Linked DNA regions of Pan troglodytes: region 2 is linked to region 1. The links are chromatin contacts, called in public Hi-C maps. All regions are on one chromosome and are shown on one strand. Each heading gives the region's core, a stretch centred on a gene start, on an enhancer-like site or on the middle of the called end of the contact. The rest is flanking DNA. Distances are from core to core; before and after follow the strand shown. Region 1 overlaps NCOA2 (nuclear receptor coactivator 2). Region 2 holds the start of LACTB2 (lactamase beta 2).

Region 1 (5,628 bases), core at 746-3,245:
GTGCTTAATCATGACTTCCTCAGGTTTGGTTATCAGGTTGCCATCAATAATCTGAATACCACCAGGAGCTACAGAAAGAGGAGAAACCATAAATTCTACACAGTCCTTCATAACCTCCCCTAGGGCTAATGAGCATGGACTGTCTAGTGTGTCTGTTTTTTTTTTTTTTTGAGACTGAGTTTCACTCTTGTTGTCCACGCTGGAGTGCAATGGCATGATCTCAGCTCACTGCAACCTCCACCTTCCGGGTTCAAGCAATTCTCCTGCCTCAGCCTCCCGAGTAGCTGGGATTACAGGCGCCCACCATCATGCCCGGCAAATTTTTTGTAGTAGAGATGGGGTTTCACCATGTTGGCCAGGCTGGTCTTGAACTCCTGACCTCAGGTGATCGACCTGCCTCAGCCTCCCCAAGTGCTGGGATTACAGGCACGTGCGACCGCGCCCAGCCTGTCTAGTGTGTTTCTTACCCAATTCTCAACTCTTTTGACTTCGTGATCTCCCATGATCCACAATTAACTCTCCATTGCCCAAGAAAGAGTGAGTTTTGAGAGGTCACATGCAAATCTTTCGTGTGTGTGTGTGTGTGTGTGTGTGTGTGTGTGTGTGTTCTGAGATGGAGTTTCGCTCTGTCGCCCAGGCTGGAGTACAGCAGCGCAATCTTGGACCACTGCAACCTCCGCCTCCCGGGTTCAACCAATTCTCCTGCCTCAGCCTCCCGAGTAGCTGGGATTACAGGCGCCCACCACCACGCCCGGCCCAAACTCATCTTTCTTTTGTTTTTCCTATTTCAGAATGGTCAGAAATCACTTGAGAAAAGACCTAGCAATGAAAGATGTTCTATGATTTGACTGATGGTTGCCATTTTTGATCTGAGAACAAATGCCAGGTATTGGCTCAAATTGTATCTGAAAAGGAAAAATCACTCTGTTTTGCCAATTTAACGCTGAAGAGGTTATCTATCTTTCATAAATTATGGCCTTGCTACATAACAAATACTTTCTTCCATTCAAGATTATCAGACAACTTCAGGTATTAATCAAGTTTGTAAACTGAGTGTTCATAGTAAACAAGTTTATCCTAAGCTTACAAAACTTTAAAATGAAAAGATAAAAGATGTTTTTTCTAAACAGACAACTTAACTTAGAATACATTTAGAAACGTAAAGTTCCACGTCAAGTGATGTTTATATGAAGATTCCTGAGATAGGGCAAGATTTTTAATGTATGTAGCCCTTTCATGTATAAATACTTTTAGTAGAATATTTTATTATTTTTTTTTAAATTTATTTTTTGTTACTACCAGCTGAGCAGTTTGGGAGAGTAGAATATTTTTAAATAGTGTATTATCCCTAAAAAGTCAGCATAGCTCCCAAATGTTATATATTTCAGTATTTCATTGTCTATTAAACACATAAAATCCAGGATAAACTCCATGTCTGAAGGCAGTCACTGAAATGAAGGGAAATATGACAATCAGTTGAAGAACTTCATCAATGTAGGTCAGTCTCCCTGTCCAGTGCCGATTAAATTAACCCACAAGAGAATGTGAGAGAACCATTTTGAATATTGTTTCAAAAGACCAGGACAGTAGATGGTGCTATTTGATCACAAAAACCTTAAAGTGACTAAGCTGGTTGCATCAGACTTCAATAATCCCTGTTTCTGATAGTGATTATATGGAAATTTCTTGGCATAACCAGCCATTTCTCATACTCACTGCTCTGTGAAATTCGCAGTGCTGTTTTCTGGGCTCCAACAGGTGTGACAGGGCTGTTTTCAGCTGTGAGTTGCATGAGGTCATTGATGATGGCTTGCTTGTCAACTGATCCAGCAGGGGCGCCTGGCCTCGTGTCTGGGAAAAGCTGTGGTAATTGACTATTCTGCAAATCATCCAAAATCTCCTCCAAGTTGTCCAGCTCACTGCCAGGCTGTAGTTGACAAACAGAAGAGTTTATCCAGTCTACTCTAAGAGTAGACACCACAAGCCCATTTGCAATCATTGACCTAACTGCCATAAGGCACCACAGCCAAATAAAATAGGTAGATTCCTGCATACCACAGGCCTAACAGATAATTGATCATCTTTTAAAAAATTAGGTTAACAAAGGACAAGTAATTTAATCTCTTGGTCCTCAATTTCCTCATCTATAAAAAGAGATGGCTGAATTAGAAAGAAAGCTCTCTTCCAGCATTGTGATTTATTGGCAATTTATAAATTCTCCTTTATTTTATGCTTATCATTCAATTAATCATAAGAATATATATTTCCAATTAATTATGAATAGACTATGACTTTGGTCCAGGTCTAGGTTTTATCGTCAAAACTCCCTAAGAAATAACAACAACAAAAAACTGGCATATAATGTAATCCAAATTTGCACCCAATCAGTATTTAACAAACAGTCATTTCCCTTCAGGATTTTTTTTTTTTAATCTTTAAAAGAACACAGGGGTGGGGAGAGAGAAGCAAAATAAGCTTGAAGCATCCATGAACTAAGCACTGCCTTTTCAATTTGAGTAGTCCTTTTTTTCTGCTTGGACTTTCAATTTTGAATGACAATGGCTTTCCCAGTCTTTTGCCAGCTTAGGTAACAAAGGTAGGGAAGCAGGATAAAAACTGGTTGCCCCCCAAACATAGCACTATTAACCTAATTATACGGAAGCTATAAAAATGTTTTTTTTTTTTTTTTTTTTTCTGAGAAAGGGTCTTGCTCTGTCACCCAGACTGGTGAGCAGTAGCGCAAACACTCATCCCTGTAGTCTTGATCTCCTGGGCTCAAGTGATCCTGCCACCTGAGCCTCCTCAGTAGCTGGGACCACAGGCATGCACCACCACCACCATGTCTGGCTAATTTTTTGATTTTTTTTTTTTTTTTAGAGATGGGGGTCTCATTTTGTTGCCCAGGCTGGTCTCTGAGCTCAAGCAATCCTCCTGCCTCAGCTTCCCAAAGTGCTGGGATTACAGGAGAGTGCCACCGTGCCTGTCTACAGAAGCCATAAAAAATGTTTTTAAGTTTTCTCTTCCATTAAAAAAAAAAAAAACAAAATTCAAGCACTAACATAAGCTAAGTATCACCACTATTTCACACTTAGCACTTTTCTGCTAGGAAGCTAAACTGGAATTTATTCTAGATTTTACAGATATTCTTTTAAATATAACCTATCTATGTGCCAGATATTTAAAATCAGATAGTGCATGCTAGGATTGCTTTCTAGTGCAGAAAGTAGTACGAACGATTTTCTTGATGTGTAAGTGGAAAACGTAAGTTAGTTTCCTCAGTCATTGGACTTTGAATCCTTGACCACAACTATTCCTTTCATCTACACTGGCAAATCAAATGAAATACATGGCGTACGTCTAATAATGAGTTACACTGAAAGCAGGATGGCTTACATTTTTATCTGACATACAATTCCTCCCCATGCAGAGGTTGGATATGCTAAGATTTTTGCAACTTACAGCAAATTTAACATCCATATGAGATGTTTTTTGATTGGAAATATTTCTCAAGTTAGGAAGAATAGAATGAAGTGAGATTTTATTTGGTTCTTCTCAGAGACAACTAGCTTAGCAATGATTGGGAGATCCATTTTCCTAACGCATTGTTAGAGCAATTACAAGACCATTTTTTAGCTAGTTTAGCCACTCAATTGTAACAAAAGAGGGAGGTATCTAATACAGGAGAGTCAGTTATGAATTAAGAGCTGGGTTCCAAAGTTAGCATCCTAAAGTACCAACAGTCACAGACAGGTCAAATTATCCTTAAAGCTCTGTAGGAAGGCACCGCACTGACTATCTCCTCCAACAGCAACAGTCTTTCCTCCAGAGTGGCAGCAAATTACTATTTCTTTGGCTGAGTCCTAAGTGAAGTAGTTTATGTAGGGGCCATACTGCATTTAAAAAGCCCATAGGTACATGTTCACACTATTAGAGCCACAAGGGAACCAAAACCCAGCAAAGTCATGTCACCCACCTCATGATCACTCCACTACGGCAGGTATTCATTGAGTTCAATGGTGGGCAAAACTGCTCATACTACTGAAATAACCATTTAATAACCATCTGTTCTTCCAGGAACATAAAACTGACTTTATGTACTTAAAATACATATGTAAAGTTGACTCCACTGTAATCTTCTTTATCATGTTTTGCTGAATGCATAAGGTATAAACTGTTATTCTCAGTATAAACATAGATTGCCCTCCAAGGACAGTGCCTAGAACTAAGTAATGGGCACTGAGTCAACACGATGATTTCTTTTAATCATATTAACACAAACTTGAAAAAATCTTCCCCAAATCAGTAATTCTTTTCATAGGAATTCCTATAATTTCCATTGCTTTTTCAGAAAATGTTTCATAAAAATGTGTGGTAAATTTCCTTACACTTGTCATGAAGATAGATCAGAAAAAGCCTCTAATAAACTGAGAAGGTTATATCTGTTCTATGAAAACCAGTTTCCCTACTACAATGTTGTCCTGTGTTGAGCATTTTTAAAAGGTAGAAGCTCCATGTGTGGGGGTGAGGGAGGTGGGCTATAATAAGTGATGAGTTGCCTCTTGAGAAAGCTCTGCAGATTACTTTTAAGAGAAATATGCAAAATAAATAGGTCCATGTAAACAATAAAAGTAAAGTATGTTATTTCTCAATGGATACATTTATATTTGCTTCCAATCCCAGACATATGTAAAAGGAACTTTTGACAATATATATTAAGAACAGTCTAGACTCACACTTTTCCTTTTTTTTTTTTTTTGGAGACAAGGTCTCACTCTGTCACCCAGGCTGGAGTGCAGTGGTGTAATCTAGGCTCACTGCAACCTCCGCCTCCCAGGTTCAAGCAATTCTCCTGCCTCAGCCTCCCCAACAGCTGGAACTACAGGTGTGCACAACCACACCTGGCTCATTTTCATATTTTTAGTAGAAATGGGGTTTCACCATGTTGGCTAGGCTGGTCTTGAACTCCCAACCTCAGATGATCTGCCTGCCTTGGCTTCCCAAAGTGTTGGGATTACAGGTGTGAGCCATCGCGCCCGGCCTAAATACATTTTTCTTAAGAAAGCCATTCAGGATCTTCTTAGTATCAAAAGGAACTAGTTCTATGAAGGCTTAAAACTATGAACACTATTTGAATTCATTCAAGCTTGGCATCTGAAAAATGCACTATGAAGTTTTCCCAACTAGAGATAATATTGCTTTGCCTGTGTTTATTCCTTGTCAATTTATGGAGTACACATTTAACATTAATTGTCGTAAGTTCACTTTACATGTTCTTCTTCAAGGAGATAAAGTTCAGAATATCTATACCCCTCAGGTTAACAGTAACATTTGATGACTACAGAATTTTTTTTTTTCTGTATTCATGTAAGTTTTGGAAGGAATAAATTTGATCACATTAAGTTTCTGTTAAAAAATTTTCTCCCCTCAATTTTTGTAGGCTTTAATTCTCATCAGAAGTTCTTCTAGTCTCTATCCACTTTGTTAGGCACAATTTCTTTACAAGACAAAAAGATTAATGCCTTCCTTTAAAATGCTTTGCCAAGATACTTCAAAGTTTTGCTTAGGCATCTATTTGAATGCTCAAATTAGCCACATCAATTTGAGTTGTTAGTTTAAACTATTTCAGGC
Region 2 (5,981 bases), core at 418-2,917, 520 kb after region 1:
ATAGCCCCTAAACACAAGCCAATTTCTTCACCTGGTTTTCAAACAGATTCAGCCATCTGTTTCAATGCTGGAAAAAAAGCAGGTTGTGCTGAACTTACTGAGACAATACACTGATCTCCAACATGGTGTTCTTCTAAGAGACTTTCCAGGGTAATTCTGATAATATGCATCTTTTGTCTGAGGTATTGACTAGTTTAAGATAACACACTGTAGAGAGACCGCCTATGGATTTACTTGGTTGAGGGACTTCCAGCCAAGACAGACTGTACCCTAGAGATCTGGCATTTTTCCTGCTTAATTCTCTATCCTCCTAGATTCTGGTGGCAGCCTAAACCTTTGGTAACTACCTGACCCTGCCTTATTTACTCTTAACTTAATCTTTTACCTGCCCACTTTGCAGGTCTGCTGCTTCTAAAATTCTTATTTACTGGAAAAACGCCAAACAGTAGACACTTCCAAGGAAAACTCAATTAACTGTACTTACTAAATCGTTTTTAGTAATCAATTATATTTTAAACATAATTTATGTCTTGACTGCACAATTAAATTCTATGCTCAAGAGAAACTACATTATCTGGGTTCATCCAGTAAAGACTACAAAAGTTGCTAAATGCCTAAGACTTACTATGCAGTAAACCAAATCTCCCATTCCTGCATAATTCCACTAAAACAGAATGCAGCTAAACAAGAGCAAAAGTATCTTCTTAGAAATACAGGTGTGTTACTGTGTCTGCAAATTAAACTCAAACAAGGTCACACACAATTGTAACAAAAAACTTCCCCAAATTACTTATGTCAGCTCCTCTTATGAGCCCACAGGCTGCAGAGAACCAATTTGGAAGCCAGGAGAATCCTGCCCTCTGCTGCTGAGTTGAGGAAATCGCCTCAACATAATTAATCGCTTTTGAGAAGGGAAGTTACACTCTGGGCAAAACACCAGTGAAAGTCAAGTGAGCAAAGTAAACGCTTTCTTGGACTCTTGACATCCGAATTTTCTCAACAGTTTAAACACGCACACCCTGGCATTCAAACATCAAGAACAGTAAATCGGGTTTCAAAACAGAAGTTGGTTTTTTTTTTTTTTTTCCATTTCTCCCTAAATTAGAGAGCTATCACCTGGGGTGGTCGTATTTTAGCTAGCTTCGAGATCTGAGTGTCTGCGTGCAGTCTCGACGGGGCTGCTAGGCGCGGGGCTGCCCAGCTAGGGACAGGACGCGGCGCTCCCCACTGCCCGCGCAGCCGCGATCAGTCAAAGCCCGGGCTCCGGGGCCGGCTGCGAACGTTGGGGAGGTTGGAGAGGGACGTTTACCTGGGGCCGGTCCCCACTAGGTAGGTGTTGGTGCCTTGGAGGGTCATGGGACCCGGGTTACAGCCCAACACACGCACGACTCGATTGGACAGCCGCTCGACGCGCTGCAGTACAGCAGCCATTCCCGCCTCAGCCGCCCGCCGGCGTGTCGCCTATCTGGATACTCCAGCGCGGAAGAAGCCAACAGGCCGGGGATAGCGAGTAGCGTCCACGTGATGCCTCGCAACCCGGGAGGGAGGGGATTGGCCAGCGGCTGGTCCAAGTGTCATGTGACACCGCGGGCGAGCCGGGGCGGGGATCCGGCAGCTCGGCCGGGGGGTGGGGTGGGGGCGGTGCGGAACCAGAGGTCACGTGACGCCGCGCGGGCTGCGCGGGCAGTGGTGGGAAGGCTGGCGCGAGGCGTGAGGTGGCGTGAGGCGAAGCTGGAATCTGCCTCTGTCACGGGGGCTGGTGCCTCACGGGTTTGTGTCCTAGACAGGCGAGTGGATCCAAGTGGGCGAGAGACATTTTAATCTGGAAGAGTCTTGTGATTTGGGAGACAGGTTTGGTAACCGTTCGTTATTCAGTAATAAATCTCAGGAAGGATTGCCAGATTTTTAGGCAGTGGCTCTCTCTGTGTGTGTGTGTGTGTGTGTGTGTGTGTGTGTGTGTGTGTGTGTAGTAGTAGTAGTAGCCTGTTCATCTTTTTTTTTTTTGAGACGAAGTCTCGGTCTGTCGCCCAGGCTGGAGTGCAGTGGCGCGATTTCGGCTCACTGCAAGCTCCGCCTTCCGGGTTCACGCCATCCTCCTGCCTCGGCCTCCCGAGTAGCTGGGACTATAGGCGCCCGCCACCACGCCCGGCTAATTTTTTGTATTTTTAGTAGAGACGGGGTTTCATTGTGTTAGCCAGGAAGGTCTTGATCTCCTGACCTCGTGATCCGCCCGCCTCGGCCTCCCAAAGTGCTGGGATTACAGGCGTGAGCTACCGCGCCGGGCCAGCCTGTTCATCTTTTATAATAAATAGTGGTAAGACATATTTACTTAGTACTTCCTACTATGCCTAAGTGCTTTCTACAAACATCCGACTTAACGCCCTTAATCCTCAGAACATTATTAAGAGGTGGACACTATTTTTGTTACAAATGAAAAACGGGGATTGGGCGGCTGCCCAGATGACAGAGTCTGCGTGTGCGGCCTTGCTCCTACCTGCCTCGCACTAACACTTGTCCCCCTCAGTGAGATTCAAGGAGCATGCCTCTGCTTGCCAGTGTTACCCGCCTGCCCAGAGAGCTAGGCTGGTCTTGTGGAGCCGTTTTGTGCCCAAGATGGAAGGGACTCATTTTCTCTGTAACAAGTCGGTTTCTAATCAGCCAAGTATTAACTATCCAGTGTTAACTACAGCTTCCCATAAAAAAAGTTGAGTTATAAATTACTTAAAAGAAAATACACAGATCCTGTAGACAGTTCCATCGAGTTATGACAATTGTATGTAATCACTGCCCCAAAGAGATGTAGAACATATCCACTGTAGCAGCCCACTCTTTTTTTTTTTTTTAAAGGTGAGAAATTGACACATACAGTGCTTGGTGGCTTTTTTTTTTCCAGATATTTCTGATGAAGAAAACGATATGCTCTTACCTATTTTATGAATCAGCAGCATAGTGTATCAGAGTGGCTAATGACATCTGCTTTGTGTGTGAGAAATGTCTTTGCCTTGTTTCACACAGTTGTACTTTTAATGGAAAAATATTCAAAAAATCATCGCTGAAATAATCATATAAGTTATCCCTTGTTGCAATGGGAAGTTAAACAGTATACCCTTCAAAAAAATACTTAAAGTAACCAAATCTCCTACATCAGGCATTTCAATCTGTCAATATGTATTTATCATAGCCATCAATTAATGGCTATTCAGGCAGGAAGCTATGCACATCTTCCCTTTTTAAGAACTCTGCTGGAAAGTCAGTGAACCCTGGAGAAGAGGATGGAACAGTAATTTCTGGACCAGATTCCTGAGAATCTGGGCACTCCCCTTCTTTTATTCTTTGGCTTAATTAATTTTCTTACTTAACTTACTTATTTACTTACAGGGTCTGGCTTTCACCCAGGCTGCAGTGCAGTGGCACTATCATAGCTCACTGTAACCTTGAACTCTTGAACTCAAGCGATTCAGGTGATCCCCCTGCTTTGGTCTCCCAAAGTGCTAGGATTGCAGGCTTGAGCCACCATGCCTGGCTGAGATAAACTTTTTAGCTCCCACGTATGAATGAGAATATGTGATATTTGTCTTTCTATGCATGATTATTTCACTTAGCATAATCTCTAGTTCCATCCATATTGCTGAAAATGACATGATCTCATTTTTTTTTTATGGCCAAATAGTATTTTATTGTGTGTATATATCACATTTTCTTTATCCATTTGTTTGTTGATGGACTTTTAGGTTGATTTCATATCTTTCCTATTGTGAATAATGTTGTGATAAACATGCAGGTGCAGTTGTCCCTTTGATATACAAATAGTAGTGGGATTGCTAAATCATATGGTAGTTCTGTGTGTGTGTGTGTGTGTGTGTGTGTGTATTTTATACATCTCTGTACTGTTTTCCATAGCGGTTGTACTAATTTACATTCCCACCAACTGTGTATGAGAGTTCCTTTTTCTCTACATCCTCTCCAGCATCTGTTATTGTCTTTTTAATAACAGCTATTCTAACTGGGGTAAGATGATATCTCATTATGGTTTTGATTTGCATTTGCCTGATGATTAGTGATGTTGAGCATTTTTTCATATGTTTGTTGGCCATTTGTATGTCTTCTTTTGAGAATCGTCTATTCATGTTCTGTACCCTCTTTTTGGTGGGATTATTTGTGTTTTCTCTTGTTGAGTTTGAGTTCCTTGTATGTTCTGGATATTAGTCCCTTGTCAGATGAATAGTTTGCAAATATTTTCTTCTGTTCAGCAGATGTCTCTGCACCTTGTTGATTGTTTCCTTTGCTGTGCAGAAACTTTTTCATTTAATATAGTCAAATTTGTCTGTTTTTATTTTAGTCGTATGTGCTTTTGAGGTCTTAGCTACAAAATCTTTGCCTAAACCAATGTCCTTATGTATTTTACCTATATTTTCTTCTAGTAGTTTTATAGTTTAAGGTCTTACGTTTAATCCTTCTTGAGTTGGCTTTTGCATATGATGAGAGACAAGGTCCAGCTTCATTAGCTTTTTTTAAAAATTAAACTTTCACTTGCACTTTCCTTCTGGATTCCATTTAATCAATTGCCAAGCTCCTCATTTGGCAGATGAAGGCATAGGCCAAATGATTTAAAAGTAAGGCAACTTGCATAGGGCCATACAAGGAGATACTAGAAAAAGAGTACAAATAGAAGGTAGATAGTGACTATGTTTTAGATGAGATAAAATTGAGGTAATTGTGGTATATCCAGGTAGAGAAACCTATGGACAGTTAGATATATTTTTTGGTCGGGTGTGGTGGCTCACGCCTGTAATCCCAGCACTTTGGGAGACTAGCCTGACCAACATGGCGAAACCCTGTCTCTACTAAAAATACAAAAATTAGGTGGGCATGGTGGCGGGTGCCTGTAATCCCAGCTACTTGGGAGGCCGAGGCAGGAGAATCACTTGAACCCAGGAGGCGGAGGTTGCAGTGAGCTGAGATCACGGCACTGCACTCCAGCCTGAGTGACAGAGTGAGACTCCATGTCAAAAAAAAAAAAAGATACAAAATTAAGTCTTTGTGAATATGTTTAGAAATGTGACTTGAAGTTTAAGTTCCTCTCCAAGAAATCAGATCAAATATTTTTCATGTTCTGTTCAGTTACACTTACAATAGTTTATTATCTACTTACAACATGCAAAGTAATGTTGTAGACATATTGAGGGCATGTTAAAAATGAATAAGATAATCTTTGCTTTCTAGAGGGTCATAACCATGAAGGAGATACTTTTAAAGTGTATATGGGTTCAGGTATGGTGGCATGAGCCTGTAATCCTAGCACTGTTGGGAGGCTGAGTCTGGAGGAGTGCTTGAGCCCAGGAGTTCGAGGTTATAGTGAGCTATGATTGTGCCACTGCACTCCAGCCTGAGTGATGGAGCAAGACCTTGTCTCTTAAAAAAAAGCATATGTGGGTAAATACTAGAAGAGAAGTACAGCTGAAGTGATGAGATTGCAAGGAGAAAGGGGAGAAACATACTGGGATGCTCTGGGAAAGCCTAAAGATGGTGGGTTTTGAGCTGATTCTTAAAGGATTGACAGAATTTCATCAGATAGATGGCAGTTATTCTAGACAGCAGTAAATAACCCTGAGCAAAGGCTTGGAAATGGAAGAAAAGTAGTGCTTATTTTGGGAATACAGACCAACAATCATATGCTCTTTGGGGCACAAGATTTGAGAAGGTATAAGGTTGAAAAGTAGGTGGGGCTGAGTTTATGATACTTTGTTAGAGTACTTCAAATTTAAGAACCTCCTTTTCAAACGTGACATGTTATCCATTTGGATATGTTGTGAGACAAATTGTATTTTCTTGACTTATTTGACAAATACAGTGAAAGCTTGGAGCCTAGTCAGCCTATGAAAGGACTTATGCTATTTCTTCCTCTCAATGAGATAGTTATAAAAGGGTGTACTGTATTCACAATGACACAGACTCTTATCACTAGATTAGAAAATGCCACA

The links. Hi-C and Micro-C count contacts between places; a contact is called where the count stands out from the background.
Region 2: a contact with region 1 is called in a Hi-C map of stem cell-derived neural progenitor cells, with 5 times the contacts expected there. The contact joins the promoter of LACTB2 here to the enhancer-like site in region 1. A contact is called at or near these places in 2 of 7 Hi-C or Micro-C datasets (induced pluripotent stem cells and stem cell-derived neural progenitor cells) and 1 of 1 datasets of contacts at active chromatin or transcription factors (stem cell-derived excitatory neurons).

What each region holds. Positions count from the first base shown.
Region 1 is chr7:78,782,181-78,787,808 of NHGRI_mPanTro3-v2.0_pri, forward strand. NCOA2 (nuclear receptor coactivator 2) reads right to left here. Exons shown (of 23, transcript XM_054656809.2): 12 at 1,717-1,927. Among named protein-coding and RNA genes, the nearest start is that of PRDM14, 74 kb to the left of the region's middle. Within about 2 kb of position 1,996, at least 9 of the 24 cell types and tissues checked have an H3K27ac peak or open chromatin away from gene starts, as enhancers often do. A contact at or near this core is called in induced pluripotent stem cells and stem cell-derived neural progenitor cells, where this site is marked.
Region 2 is chr7:79,305,179-79,311,159 of NHGRI_mPanTro3-v2.0_pri, forward strand. It overlaps LACTB2 (lactamase beta 2), which reads right to left and starts at 1,668. Exons shown (of 7, transcript XM_016959565.3): 1 at 1,310-1,668. The coding sequence starts at 1,431. It also overlaps a transcript of XKR9 not described here.